Regions from separate parts of the Sus scrofa genome. Here region 2 is linked to region 1. The links are chromatin contacts, called in public Hi-C maps. All regions are on one chromosome and are shown on one strand. Each heading gives the region's core, a stretch centred on a gene start, on an enhancer-like site or on the middle of the called end of the contact. The rest is flanking DNA. Distances are from core to core; before and after follow the strand shown.

Region 1 (7,408 bases), core at 3,009-5,508:
GCCACCGGGGAACTCCAAGCTAAGTTTGAGTTCCTAATGACGGCCTCTCCTGGCATCCCCACATCACCGGCCCCTCCTCCCCAAGCTCTCCAACTGCCCCCTCCTGCCCCGCCAGCCACAGGGGGCCCCCGCCCCACTCTGGGCCCTCTGCTCCCTGTGCCTCTCCTCTCAGCTATGCCCCTGCACCGTGACTTCAAATTTCCCCCGGGACGGTAATGATCCCAGATGTGAGTTTCTGGCCCAGATCTTGGCCCTGGGCCAGATTCCCTAAGTCCAAGTGCTTTGCTGCTGATCCACTTTCTCAGGGAACAGCCAGAAGGGGCTTTCAAAACACATCCAATCAGGCTGCTCTCCTGCTCCAGTGCTGCCAAACTGTCCTCTGCATCATGGCCCGGCCATCGGCCGGTCGGTCACCTTCGCTCAGCCCTGCGACCCGGTGCTGGGGACACACCCACATCCTCCCGCCTCAGGACCCGGGCCCCTCCCATCACCTCCTGGAACTTTCTTCCTGTGGTTCTTCATACAACAGGTCCCTCCCGCCTTCTAAGCCTCCGTCCACACGACTCTGGCACCAAGAGGCCTTCCGTGACCACTGGCGACTTGCTCTCTGCAGAGCACTGACCGTCCACTGCCCACGGGGACTCGTTCATGTCACACACACACCCCCAAGTTACTGTCCCACCAGGGCAGAGGCGGGGTCTTCCCTGCTCAGCTTCTGGAACTCTGCCCAGTGCTAGGATGGGCTCCACACGTTTGAAGAACGGATGAAGGGCCCATGCTGTCTGCTCTTTGAAAACGACAGAGGCTGTCTTGAAAGGTAGTGAGCTCCCCAACACTGGAAGCATGAGCACCCTGCAGGGGTCGGGGTGGTCTGAAGCTGGTGGGCGGGGGAGGGAGATGGACCTGACGGCCTCTGGGGTCCCTGCCAGCGTCAGGGTCCGTGAGTGTGCTGACCACACGCTCAGAAGGCTTCGTGCCAGACACCCTTTTCCCAGGCACCGAAACCCAACATCCAAGGCCAAACCTGCTCCTCAACTATAAGAGCTGCTTTCTCAACTCTGGTAAAACCCTGGGGATGCAGTTTAAATTTCTGAAAAGGCAGAGATTGAGCCTTAAGGGCCGTGGGGGTTCCGACAGCATCAGATGCTGGCATCTGATGAGAGACCAAGAGCTGAAACCTCAGCATTGGGATACCTCGTCCCCCCCACCTCCACCCCCGCGGCGACCTCGCACCCCCCAGGGCCTGCCGAGTCAAGGCCAGACTGGGACAGAGCCTGCCGGCCAGCCCGGAAACCCTCAAAGATTTTCAACTGCAGCACATGAACCCACCAGAGGGCCTCCCATGTTTTCTAAACTCTGACCAAAAGCTGAGCCACCGACCAGGATGTGGTCTGTGTCCTTGCCGAAGGGACAGTGCCACCAAACAGATAACTGAGACAAGTCTGGAGTAACAGACATCACAGGCACGACAGACATGGGGGGCTTAAGCCAGGGGCTCCGGAGACACGAAACTTACTTTTTTTCTAATTTTCAACCCAGAGCACTGGTCAGGTGCTGCCCTGAGCTCCCGGCGGCTGTGAGTAAGCCCTGGGTGTCACCTGATCGGCTCCAGCGTGCACACTGCAGAAGAGGGCTGGCCGGTGCCCCTGAGCAATGGGAGGGCTCATGTCTGGCTGCCCTGTCACCCAGGATGCTTTGGGGCAGACAGGAGGAAAGCCTGATTCCTTCCTCCAGGCTTTCATGTTGAAAGGTCTCCTCTTTACAAAGTGAAAGTGCTTCGGGAATGTGTGCCTTTTATGTGCCTCACACCTCAGCATGAACAAGTGTGCCCCTCTCTTCTGAGACAGAGGACTTGGGAAGATACACTGTGCCTGGGCCACCCGCAGTTCGATGCTCTGAAGCTGACAGAGAGGCCAGCGCTGCACCCTCCCAGCTAATATCTGGATCATTGGGAGCATTCAAAACAAAAAGCTTTATCAAGGCAAGGCAAACGTTTTGCTGAACCTTCTGGGTCAGGAGATTTTAAACACACCCGTAGTGTGAAGCCCTGGGGCAGACAGGCACCTTCAGGACCGGGGATGCCCTGATCCCAGCCAGAGATCTTAGCAGCTTGAGAGCCAAGACTCACCTGTCTCTGGAGGGATGCTGGCCTGAGCGGATGCTGCCTCTCCAGCCCCACCGGCCACATCTGGAGCCTCCACGTTCTGAATCCAGGCCGACCGGACCTATTTGTTTCTCACACTAACTTCCTAACACGAAATAACATTTACACACACACACACACTGCCCAGGACCCTGAAGAGCTGCTGTAAAAGGGTATGACTCAAGAAGCCATGCTTCCCATGAAGCCGAATGACGCCATTCTCAGCCTCCCTGGCCACTGTGACTCTGTGACTAACTCGCAGTAAAAGAGAGAAACAGAAGTGTGTGGTCTGGCTGGAGATGTTTCATGAAGAGGGAGGGGGACACATCCTTCTCCTCCTCCCTTCTCTACCCTATGGCTTGAAGCATGGATGAAATGGCTGGTGCCCCAGCAGCCTTTTGATCCATGAGGACAAGGGCCAACTCCAAGGGATGACAAAGGAACGAGCTAAGAGGTGCCTGGGACTCTGACAGTTCATGGAACTGCTATGCCTAGCTTGGGCTGCCTCCTCCCACATGGCTTTGGAAAGAAAGGGAAACAAACAATCTTCTTTAAGTCACCACCATCGGAAGAGGTTCTGTCTCATGCCGTCAACCTTAATGCCGACTGGGACACGAGCCCACCGTTGTAACATGTCCTTGTCTTGCCTTCCCCTTGCTTCAGTCTCGCCGTTGCCTCCATAGAGAACAGCCTCCTCCTCTCACCCGTGTTTATTTAAACCCTGCCCATCCTTTGGAGGACAGCTCAAATCCCACCTCCCACGAAACCGCACTTCCACTTCCACTCGGGCACCTGGCCTGTGCTGCCTTCACAGCGATTCATCACAGAGCTCGGGACCCAACAGTCACTGGCTGCGAGGCGTTCGAGATGAGGTCATGATAAACATATCCCTCCACTAAGCCTCTTTCACCTCCACCTGCAGCGGGGACCAGGATGGGGCCAGAAAGGATGCAAACACCATTAGAAAACGGGAAAAGCAGACAGAGTTGAGGGCAGGGGGTGAGAAATCTGAAACTACTCGAATATCAAGAGGGGGCTTGAGGGAAAACTCTCATAGGTCTTCTTCAAACTCCATTACACAGACATTTGACTGCCATTCAGTTAACGTGGCAAGAGGCACTATTCATATACATACGTTAAAAACAAAAACGAAAAAAGGCAGAATGCTATCTCTGTCCTGCACATGCAAAGCAAGCTCCTTCAGAAAAAAAAAAAAAAAAAAAACAGTAAATCCTGTAAGCCAATGTGTCTTCACATTGCGTGCGTATTTTCATATGCCCGCAATGTAGTCTTCACAAATCTGTATTGATAACGAATTATTTTCAATCACTTCAATAAAAAGTGCGTTTGAAGCATTTTGAGAGCAAATACCGACGCGCGTGAATGCTTTCCCACTAGCAGAGTTCATGTGGTTTTTTTTCACCTCTTGTCTGGCACAGAAAGGGTTAAACCCAGTTGACAAGGCTAAGGAGGCGGCAGGGGTTCACCCGCATCAGAATTAGGACTGGACAAGCTGACACATCCGAAGGCGACAGCAGGGTTAGACCACTGGAGAAGCCTAAATGGAAACTTCTGACATAGGATCAGCCCCAGTGTCCAGATCTCCTCCAAACGCCCTCGCTGGGGGAGCTGAGAAGGCAGATGTGGAGGAGAAGCGGGGTCTGGGGCCCCCGGAAAGCAATCTCGCGGATGTGGATAAAGACCCACGAGGAACAACCTGAAGCCGTGGTCAATGAACCCAAGAGGATGAGGTTCGCCCACCCAGAGCCAGCTGAGAGATAGGATGCTTCCTGATTGAAGAACCCTGGGGCTCCTGGAGAGCTGCTGCCAGGGCGGAAATGACTGCCTTCCCCACCGCGGGAGGCAGTAGCAGGCCAGCCAGCCGTCCTGCCTGCAGGCGATTTGAACACGATTTAGATCACAGCTGCTCTGCCGACTCATCTCTGCTGAAACCCAGCCGGGGGAGGGACACGCCTGCCAGAACTGCCCCTTCCGTGCCTAAGAGTCCAGAACTCCCTGCCAACTCCGCATGGCCAAACGCCACTTGGGCGAGGCAACTGCGGGGCCAGAGGTCTCAGGAAGAACAGCACTTTCCAGTGGCGTCACCACTTGTGGCCACCAGGTGTCAGTAGTGAGCAGGGAGCCTCCCATCCTGAGTCTTCAGGGAACCTCAGCCAGACCCAGCCTGGGGAACCCGCGGATGCCGCAGCTTTGGGGACAAGCAGTGCTTTGGGCAGATGCACCGACGACGTGCCTGAGTGTTTCATCCACCTGGCTGCCAACTCACTGTGCTACCCTCCAGGGTGGTTTTAATTTAACATCCTTCGCAGATCCAGAAAAAACATGAAGGACTGCTCCCTTCCATAAAGACTGGGGTCTTTCTTTTTCCCCTCTTCCCCGGGGATAGTGGAAACGCAATGCGGGGTCTTCCAGCCCTGGGCCTCCTCCCCACAGAAACGACAACAATTCTCAGTTTCTCTTTATATTGAGGTTCGAGCCGTTTGGTTGGTGACCCTTCAGTGACAGCCTGTCAGGCACAGAGCCCCTAGGAGGAAAGGCTGGCAAAGAAACTGAGTTGTGCCAGCCCAGAACTAGGGCCACTACCCTACCCGCTTTGTGGAGGTGCCCCTAAACTGACTTCTCTCCCCGGGAGCATCTTCAACAGAAATACTTGATGCAGGAGTAGCTGCAGCCACCCTGGAACCTGTACTGTGCTGGTCTTCAAAGCCAGGATGTCAAGAAAGCTCTGTCAGATCTGCAGCAACTTCCCTCTCCAGCCTGTGACACGTCCTTTGCAACACGAGACCTCGTGAAGCCTGGCCCTCATCCTTCCAATGTCCATGCTGCCACCAGACACTGTCCAGCTACCAAGAGAATACATCCTATGTACCTATCCCTCTGCACGTCCAAAGACACCAGATCTCTTCCGAGCTCTCCTTTTCTCTGGATGCTGGAAATACCTAAGTGTGTGCTTCCGCTGCCAATTAACCCCTCTTTGAATCCAAGAGCGCATATCTCACAAGTAACGATGCCGAGGACAGGGTAGAAATACTTCCGGGCTCAGCTTGGGGTTTTGGAAACAGCTTCAATGCCCCACCTTGCAAAGAGGAAGCACTGGAAAGTTCTGATGCTAAACGACATCATTGAGGCACAAGAAATCCCATAACTGGGAACCAAAAGCTGGCCCATCTATCCTTGGGATGGCCCCTCATCACTGTGCCAGAAAGATGCAGGACATTCCTGAATATTTCTGCCAACAGACCAAAGATGCCAGTTGGATCAAAACTCCCAGTGGGCTTTGCTTCAGGTTTTGCATCATTACTGTTCATCAGTGTCTACATTTCTCTGCTCACAAGTGATAACTGGGGGGGGGGGGGCGCTCCAGGGCTTCTCTCTAGGTAGAGGGAATGCTCAGCGAGCCCCAGGATCTCAGCACAGCCAGGGAGCCACAGCCCCTCTCTTTCTACCTTGGCTTCCCTGCCCCTGTGGCAGCCCGCCCCACCCCTGCAACAACTCCCCAGCTGTGTCCTCCAAGAACACATGATGCCAGGTCCAGACAGAGAAACATGTCACTGACAGATAAGGACAGCTCTGTGGAACAAAAACCCAGTCTCACCGTTTGCTGACGACATGAAGCAGTGCTGCACGTTGCCCGACGGGGAGGTGGTGCAGTTTTGCCAGAGGTCAGTAGCATGTCCATTGCCCACCATCCATTGCTAGAAAGAAGCAGATGTGCTAAGTCAGGGGAGGGGTGCAGGAAAGGGGAAGGGAGGAGGCCACGGGGAGGCCAAGAGCACCAACCCGTCTGCGGGGCCCGCCTCTGCCCTGCCCAGGGCTGCCTGGCCAGAGGTCTCGGTCATGTTGGAGAAAGGCGAGAGGTCCAGCCCAGACACCAAGTGAAGGGAGGGCCAAGGTCTTGCAAGGAAAACGCACTTTGGAAACAGAAAAGTGACACACACACACACACACACACACACACACACACGTAGTGATGTGCAGACATGTGTTCTATAGAAGAAGCCTGGGCCTCAACCCAGGACACCTGCATCCAAGCGGACTCTCCTTCCCTGACTTCCCCGGTGTCACTGCACAAGCCACCATGCTGGAACCAGACAAACCCAGTCGCAAGTCCCCAGTGCAATCATTTCTCAGCCTTGGAAATGGGCAAAAATACCACGCTGAGATCGTGCCATCTATTAGGGCCACAGTCACAAAACTGCCTGAGTCTGTGCTCATCTTTAGGAAAATGAGTTTAAAACCTAATGAGCTTCAGTGGGTTAATGATCAGGCATTGCCATGAGCTGTGGTGTAGGTCACAGACTCGGCTTGGATCTGGCATTGCTGTGGCTCTGGCGTAGGCCGGTGGCTACAGCTCCGATTCGACCCCTAGCCTGGGAACCGCTAGAGCAGCTTTTGTTTTGTTTTGTTTTAAAAAAAAAAAAAAGAAAAAACTTAATGAGCTTGATGTTTGATGGTTTGGTTACACAGTTGTCTAGATGGCTTATTCCAAATAGAGGAGGCTTTTCTAAGAAGGTGCCCTATCCCCATCACAAAGCAGACCTGGCGCTCCCAACTCCTAAGGAAAAGCCAGGTGTAACTTCCCAATTTCAAGTCCTAAAGGCTGGTTTATGAACTAAGCCTCCCATCTGATCTATGCCATTTTCCTAAATACTCCACTTCCTTCCTGAACGAACCTGCATCAAGAAAAATGCTTTAAAAAAAAAAACAAAAAAAAAAACTTATCACATGAAGGGGGCGGGGCTGGATGGCACCGAAATTCTTCCGCTAAAAGAGAGGCCTGCGCCGCTAACCCAGCCAGCGCTGGCTTCTTCCTTGCCGGAATCTGCTCTGGTTTTCTCAAAACAACTGAAAAGGGGCTGATTGCCAGCAACTGCAAAACGCCCTGGGATGTCTGAGACTCGCCGTCTGCAAACGACAACGGATCCGAGGGAGCGCAGCTGGAATCGCCGTCCGGAGGCCGAGCTCCGGGTGAGCCCCGGGCCCCCCCCGGCCGCCCGCCCGCGCGCCTCGCGCCGGACACTCACGCTGACGATCGTGGAGACGAACAGCAGCACCAGCACCGCGACGTGGAGGACGATGATCCCGAGCAACAGGAGAAGCATCCTGGCAAGTTCTGCTCAGCGGAGTTTCTGCCTGGCAGGAGAGAGAGAGCCGAACTGGACAGGGGGCCGAGCGAACTGGCCTGAGCGAGCGAGCGCGGGGGAGGGAGGGAAAGAGGGAGGGAGGGAGGGAGGGGCTCGGAGA
Region 2 (7,408 bases), core at 2,311-4,810, 240 kb after region 1:
CACAGGCTACACAAGACTCCCTGCTCGGGACCACAGTTACCCTCCGACTCTGAAAGGCACCAGCTCACGCTAGGTTTAGAGTTCATACTGTGTCTATGCTGCTAGAGGCACAGACTCTAACAGGAAGCAGAAGCAAGGGTGGATGGCAGTGCCTGCTCGGAGGAGGGAGGCAGGGGGTTCAGGATGGGAGGGAGAAAATCTACCGAAAAATCTGCTGGAACAATCTACTGCAGTGTTTGACGGAGACTGATTCTCAACGTGTACATGCACCACTTTTCCAGGTAAACACAAGAGGACTCCGATCTGAGACCCTGCATGAGGGGGAAGCAGTAGAGTCTGCCTTCATCTCTCTACTGCCTGTGAGGCAAGGTCCGGGTACAAGAAAGGAAGTAAGGTTATAACACTGTGATCTTGGGGTCCTTCCTGTGCTCCTCCAGCGGGGTGGCTTTCCAGAAGCTTCCATCCCTCGCGCCGTGACTTAGCCATCTACAGGTTCTGACAAATGTGGTGGAGATGGAAAGAGTCACTACTAGGCAGAGTTATTAAGGGATTTGGATGATAAGCATCTAGCACCTGGCGACGAAGACTAGTTTCCTCAAGGACACGGAGATGTGTCCTCTGACCTGTCTGTTGACCCCGAGCCTCTTCGTGGCTGTGAACGTGGGGAATGGGCGGCAGTGACCTGACGTTCTCTGATACTGAGGATGCTGGGAACAGCGGGCAAGAGGATTCAAGAGCTGGAAACGGTGACTCATTGGCGTCTGGAAAACAGAGCTTTCCAGAACAATTCCCACTAACACTGGATAAAATCTACACTTAATGGAGGCGTGGAGGAGGGGCCCTGGCAGGTAACCAGCTCGTCCCAGGAAGCACTTCCTCAGCTACCCAGGAACCTTGGGCGTGTGAAATGTGGGACAAAAGTCAACAGCCAACAGCCACTGAGAAAAAAAATGTGCTCGTGGAAAATCAAAATGTGAGAAACGAAGCATCTAAATCCATTGCCAAGAACAGTCTCCAGGCTCTCAGCTTTAGGGCAAAGAAAAGCTGGCTGTTCTAGAAACAGGTCCCTATCTGCCGGGACTAAGGTTACAGGCTTTGCGCACGGCGTTTCTCAGTCTCTCCTGCTACCCCATCTGATAAGGAGGCTCATTTTCCCTAAGTTAAGCCGTCCTCAACATTGCACCTGCAGGTAAGTTTCCAGTGCTGCGTCTTCAGGCTCTTGGATGTCACCCACATCTCCAGAGGGGCCCCTTCTATTGACCTCATTTAGGGAAGGGGAAAAGAGGAATCAGGGGGGAGGTTTGGGCTCTCCTCTCCTGAATTCCTGCCCAGGTTTACATTTCACTAACTGCCACTCAGATCAGGCCAGAGGGCAACACCGCTGCGCTCAGCCCCACACCTTCCGCACCCCACCCCCAGACGCATCAGCCACAGAAAGCTGAGTGACACACAGCAGGAAACTAGCAAGAGGACCCAGAGGGAGAGAGCGCAGGGACAGCAGGACCGAGATGGGGACAGAGGGACCCACCCCACTTTCCAAAGCCAAGTGCAAAAGAGATTTCTGCCCGATGGACAGGCAGGTACCAAGGCTCAAGTCCTTCCCGGGTGAACCCTAAGCACAGGAGTGAGGAGGCCAAGGCCCAGTCCCTCCCTGGACGTGCGGCCTCCCCACCCCCTCCCCAAGGGACCCCAGCACTCACCTCCTTGTCCCTGCGGGCGGTGTCCAGGGAGACCAAGGTGTGGCCCCTGTGCTCGCCCTGGCCGCACTCCCGGCAGATGCACTGCCCATCTGAGCAGCAGAAGGCGACCAGCGGGCTGCGGTGGGCAGGGCACACGCGCAGGTCCCGGTCCTTGGTGGGCTCGGTCAGCTGGTGGCCATGCAGCTTGCTGTTCTCCTGGTGCGGCCGCAGGTGCTCAGGGCAGTAGTTCACCATGCAGGTCAGGCAGGACTTCACGGCCCTCACCCTGCTGGCCCCGAGGCAGAAGTCACACAGGACCTCCTCCTCCTCCCCCTCGGCCTTGGGGCCCTCCTGCCCGGCAGAGTCGGCAGAACCGCTGCCCTGTCCCCCAGACTCCCCTGGGGGACTCTCCAGGGAGGCTGAGTCCTCCTCTGCCAGGCTGCCCTGTCCCCCAGGCTCCCCTGGGGGACTCTCCAGGGAGGCTGAGTCCTCCTCTGCCAGGCTGGCTGAAGCCAAGTCTGGGCTGAGAGTGGCTGGAGGGTGAGTGGGGACCCCGGGCAGCGGCCCTGGGGCCATCAGCTCCAATTCAGCCATGTAGAAGTTCTGCCACCAAGCTGGGCTTCCTCTGCCCTGTGGCCCAGGATCCCACAGCCCAGCCAGACAGGAGAACCACGCCTGCCCAGCCCTCAGCGCCCAGCTGACTGCAGCTGCTGCAGGACTTAACTGTTTCCTGCCCAGAGGAGGCTCAGCCGGTCACTACTCAGCTCAGGCTCAGACAATGAGCTGTGCTGATGACAGGGCTGTCGACTCTGACTCCTCTGGCTCCAGGCAGCCCAGGGGGCCCCCCCACAGGCTCAAGCCCCTCCTCCAGCCCAGCCCTGAAACTTCCATTCTTCTGTGAGTCACTCATCCCCCAAAGGCCACCAGGTCGGTCTGGAAAGGACTGGAGTTTCCTGCACTCTGCAGTCAAAAGCCGATGTTGGTTTGCGCCGCTTGACAGGCTCAGTGTTTTGTTTTCAATTTGCAAAGGGCCCCGGATGTAAAGACTTCAGCGAAAGGGCAGCCCTTCCTCCTTCCCATCTCGCGGACCTGGACGGGACGCGGCTGGGACAGAGTCTCATCTTTCCCACGTCACCTTCTGGCACGTTCCAGGAGTCGGGCTTCAGAAGGGCACTCAGCAGCGATCAGGAAGCCTGGGGACAGCTCGTCTCCTCCCACGGAGACCTCAAAGCAGTGGCCCTCCTTGGCCGCACCACCTACCCGGTGGCCCCACAGGGGCGTGGCCCCTTTGCTCGCTTACCAGGGTTTTCCTAGACATGGGGTTCGGGTTTGCTGTGGCAGCCACGATAAAGTACCACAGACCGGCTTCACCACAGAAATGCACCTGCTCCCAGCCCTGGAGCCTGGACGCCCAGGATCAAGGTGTTGGCAGGGGAGGGGGTGTCTCTGCTGAGGCCCCTCTCCTTGGCTCACAGATGGCCATCCTCCCCTGTGTCCTCAGCGGTCCCCCTTCAGTGTCCTCAGCTCCTCTGTTTCTAAGGACTGCAGTCAGAGCTGCATTAGGGCCACCCTCAGGGCCTCAGCTACCTTAACTACCTCTTTAAACGGCCCAGTCTCCAAATACAGTCCTATTCTGGGGGCTCCAACATTACAGCATATGATGGGGGGTGTGATGCAGCCACCACAGATGCTGGGGACAAGGTGGGCAGCACCTAAGTGCCTCGGAGGAAAGGGGCACCGGGTGGGGCTTCGCGGCCCACTTTGCACTTGCCAGGTGGGCGCCACAGCACCCAGGGTTATCCCAGGGCACCTGCCCCAGTGTCAGAGCCCCCAGAGGCTCTACAGCTCCCCCCAGGATCTCCTCAGATGTGCTCCAATGGACTAGGAAACCCACCGAACCGAGAGAGAAGGGGGCTGGTCCCGCTGGCCCCCGAGATTAGGGTTGGGGTGTGTCCAAGGCCTCACCCTCCCCATGGCTCCACCAGGGGGAGTTCTCGGGATCCAGAGTCCCACCACAGACCAAGGGGCGGTCCTGGTCCCTGACCAGGGCGCTGGGAAATGCAGAGGCTGCCTGGCGTGGAAGCGCAAGGAAGGCCACAGGTCTGCACTTGTCGTCAGCAGCCACAGAGCCTGTGGTCATGATGGGGACCCGGCCCCTCTGCCATACACCTGGGCTCCTGAGCACCCGAGCTCAGTACCCTCTTCCACCGACGAGGACAGCCCAGGAGAGGTTTCCCGGCACTTGCTTTCATGGTTTCAAATCTCCAGCCCGGAGGAGGGAGCTGCCTTCTCCAGGTCCGGCCCGTTCCCAGGCTTTTCTCCAACATTAACAAATCGGGTTGCTGTCCTTTCTGCCGCCTTTTCAGAACAACTCTACCAGTTCTACCCACCTGCCAGAGAGCCTCTGATCTTTCTGGGGAAGGGGGGTGGGGAGGTGGCTGCTGGCGGCCCGTTCCTCAAGCCCAGGCGCCAATTGGGGCGCAGAGCCAGCTCTCACTTTCTCCCACCCCTCTGCAGGTGGGTCCCCCGCCTCCCCTTCTGTCCTGCTGGCCCCACACGGCAGCCCATGGGCTCGCCCAGCCATCTCTGTTGCCCCCTCAGAGCCCTGAGCAGGCAGACATTCCACAGAAGCGTGGAAAACAGGAAACCTGAGAGTTCCTGCCGTGGAACTCGAGATCAGCGGTGTCTCTGCAGCACCAGGACGCAGGTTAGATCCCCAGCCCAGCACAGTGGATTAAAGGATCCAGCATGGCCGCAGCTGTGGCGTAGGTGGCACGTATAGCTCGGATCTGATCCCTGGCCTGGGAATTCCATATGCCGCAGGGCAGCCGAAAAAGAAAAGCAAAAACAAAACAGGAAACCTGAATTTTCAGCCCCAGCTTGACCTTGAAAAGTCATTTGTCCCCTCCCAACCTCAGTGTCCTGATCTCTAAGATGGGCAGGTTGGCCCAAGTCAGGGCTGGTAAACAAAGAGTCCCGATCTGGCTCCTGGGGGACAGGGCTATGTCTGGCCCAGGCTGGGCCTGGAGAGTGCTGGCCCTCTGGAGACCACAAATTCTACAAACTTCCAAACCCCCTCCACTGCCAGGCCCAGAGCAGCGCCTTCAGACCACACAGCTGCCTGAGCGCCAAGCCTGCTTCCAGGGACTGTAACACACCTCCTCACACCCAGAGCCCCTGGTCCAGCGCTCCTGTACCAGGAGATGGGGGCTAACACCCCCTGGGTTTCCTAAACCCAGGTTCCCTATGGCCCCCGGAAGCCCACCATTCCCAGTCTCTTCCTGGCTCCCCGCCTCCCCGCCTTAGGTGAAGCTCACTTTCCCGCTGCTGCACTGGTTCCTTTGCCGTGTCTCAGAGCCGAGGTGGGAGTGCTGCTGACCCCACCACAACGTCCAGACCCCTCCCAGGCCTCCCCTCACACCTGCTCCCCTGATGTCACACCACCCTCTCCTGTCCCCCAGGCCCCCCCGCCCCCGCCCCCGAACATTCAGCCTTGCATAAAACAAGGGTCTCTCTCTTCTCTCCAAATTAAATACAATTTCCTTCTTTCCTGAATCAAGTCTGCCACCTGGGGTGTTAGGGCCACATTGTGGTTTGGTATTTAGTCCTTTTCCCTACCAAGAACTTTGAGAACTCGCCCCCTACTCGGCGTGGGGCAGGAACTGGTAGGGACAGAATCACTCACCTCCCATCCCATTGGCTCTGTTGGGACTAAGCCCTCAAATGGGCAAAGTCCTCCCAAGCCACCCGAGCAAGGGTACCAAGAGGTCCCCCCCAGTTTGCGGGAACAGCTTCAGCTGTGCCTTTAGCTCCAAACCTCCCCCCACAGGGACACACACGGGTCATTTCCTGCTGAGCCACACGAGGCCTGGCCCTGGCTGGCTTCCCGGTCCCTCTTGTTTGTCCACAAGGTACGACCTTCCCTTGATCAGCAACCCTAAGCTCCCCGGGCCCACAGGCTAGACTGAGCCCCTGGACCTGCCCGGAACCTCTGGGGGGCCTTTGAGGCCCTGGAAACAGAGAGCTCGGGACCCAGCCCACACTCTCCAATCATCCCTCATGAAGCCTAGCACCAAGGCCATGACATTCTATGTGGTACGTGGTTAGCACAGTCCTTGAACTGTGCTCTGTCCAAACTCCGTAACAGCGCTAAGAAAACCCAAAGTAATTACACACTAAACTCTAGTCATCTTGGTGGGTTAGGTGTAAAATGGCAAAATGACCTACTCAGACCAAATGAAGAAATCTTTTAAAATATATAATAGGAAGGTCCCTTATGGGCAGCAGGTGAACGGCCATAGCTCTGGCTGGGGTTCAATCCTGGGCCCATGGCTGCAGCCAAAAGGAAACAATAAAAAACAATAAAATAGGTAACAAATGCTCCCTCTCGCCCAGCGGGGCAGAAGATGGGTTCCAAGTTTGGCTCACCCCAGAGGTCCAAGGACAGCTGGTGGCTTTGGCCAGTTTTCTGGAAGTGGGTTAGCTGCTCGGCACCTAGTCAGAATGGCATCTCTCATCTTGCTGTTTTCTGGGATACCACACATTCCAGGGAGCCGCACTCACCTCTGTAGAGGTATCTGGGGCCAGGCCAGCCAGGGTGTGGTCACCACCAGTGCGCTGGGAGAAGCAGCAGCCCAGCCGCCCAGCAAGGTAGTGGCCAGGCAGGAGGGGACATCTCACAAGGTTTTAATTTGCATTTCCCGGAGGATTAGCAATGCTGAGCATCTTTTCACGTGCCTGTGGGCCATTTATGTCTTCTTTGGAAAAACTGTCTATTCAGGTCTTCAGCTCATATTTTAATTAGTTTGTTTGGGGTTGATTATTTTGTTGTTTTGGGCCACATTTCGGCATATGGAGGTTCCCAAGCCAGGGATCAAATCAGTGCCTCAGCAGTGACCTGAGCTGCTGCCAAGACAACATGCTGTGGCCACAGTGGGAACTCCAGTTGTTTGGTCTTTAGATGTCGGGAGCCATAAGGCTGCTCCAGTAAAGAAAGCAAAGCCACAGTCGGCAACTGCATGAGGCTTGTCTGGTTAGCAGAGCTACAGACAAGCTGAAGAAAGAAGAAGGATTGCAGAGCAATCCCTTGAAAGACATCGGCTCCAGGAAAATAAAAATGATATCCCCTAAAAAATACGTTAATCTATTTTTCTGTGTTTATCTTTCCTTTTCTTTCTCTATTCACAGCTTTCTTACTGCTAAAGATTTGCCCTGGGTACGTAAAACACTTGAACCAAAACAGAATGAAGTTGTTTAAACAATGTAATGGAAAAAGCCTTTGTTTTGGAGTAACAATTTATGGCACCTATTTTGTGAGAGTATACAGGGGAAACTTATGATTTCAGTCCCTTTATTTAAAAAGAAGTTTGGGGCTGGGAAAAATGTTGTTTGGCCTATAAATTGCTATTTTCTATAATAGATATATTTTTTATCAAATAACAGTGTCACCTGTAACTTTCATCCTTTGTGGGGGCATTTGATAATTTTGGGTATAATACTCCTTTCTATTGAAATTGGTGGTTTGGAACTTACGTAAATCAGCACAATAGGTTAAATGCTTAGCTTGCTGGCGCCAAATAAATCGTGGTTTTAAGAATGTCATGAGCCCAAAGCTTTCATGCGTTTTGTTAACTACATACACCGTTAGTTAAAGAATGTTAGGTATCATAGTTTATTACTTATTAAAGCTTTGTTCTTAATATAGAATAGAATAGCTACTGTTGTTGACC

The links. Hi-C and Micro-C count contacts between places; a contact is called where the count stands out from the background.
Region 2: a Hi-C map of embryonic fibroblasts shows a contact between it and region 1, with 2.3 times the contacts expected there. The contact joins the promoter of TRIM16 here to the enhancer-like site in region 1. A contact is called at or near these places in 2 of 47 Hi-C or Micro-C datasets (embryonic fibroblasts and heart right ventricle).

Annotation. Positions count from the first base shown.
Region 1 is chr12:58,696,338-58,703,745 of Sscrofa11.1, forward strand. PMP22 (peripheral myelin protein 22) reads right to left here. Exons shown (of 5, transcript XM_021067896.1): 2 at 7,189-7,297; 3 at 5,760-5,859. The coding sequence starts at 7,266. Among named protein-coding and RNA genes, the nearest start is that of PMP22, 34 kb to the right of the region's middle. Within about 2 kb of position 4,259, at least 18 of the 83 cell types and tissues checked have an H3K27ac peak or open chromatin away from gene starts, as enhancers often do. A contact at or near this core is called in embryonic fibroblasts, where this site is marked.
Region 2 is chr12:58,937,082-58,944,489 of Sscrofa11.1, forward strand. It overlaps TRIM16 (tripartite motif-containing protein 16), which reads right to left and starts at 3,561. Exons shown (of 6, transcript XM_021067910.1): 1 at 1,701-3,561. The coding sequence starts at 2,273.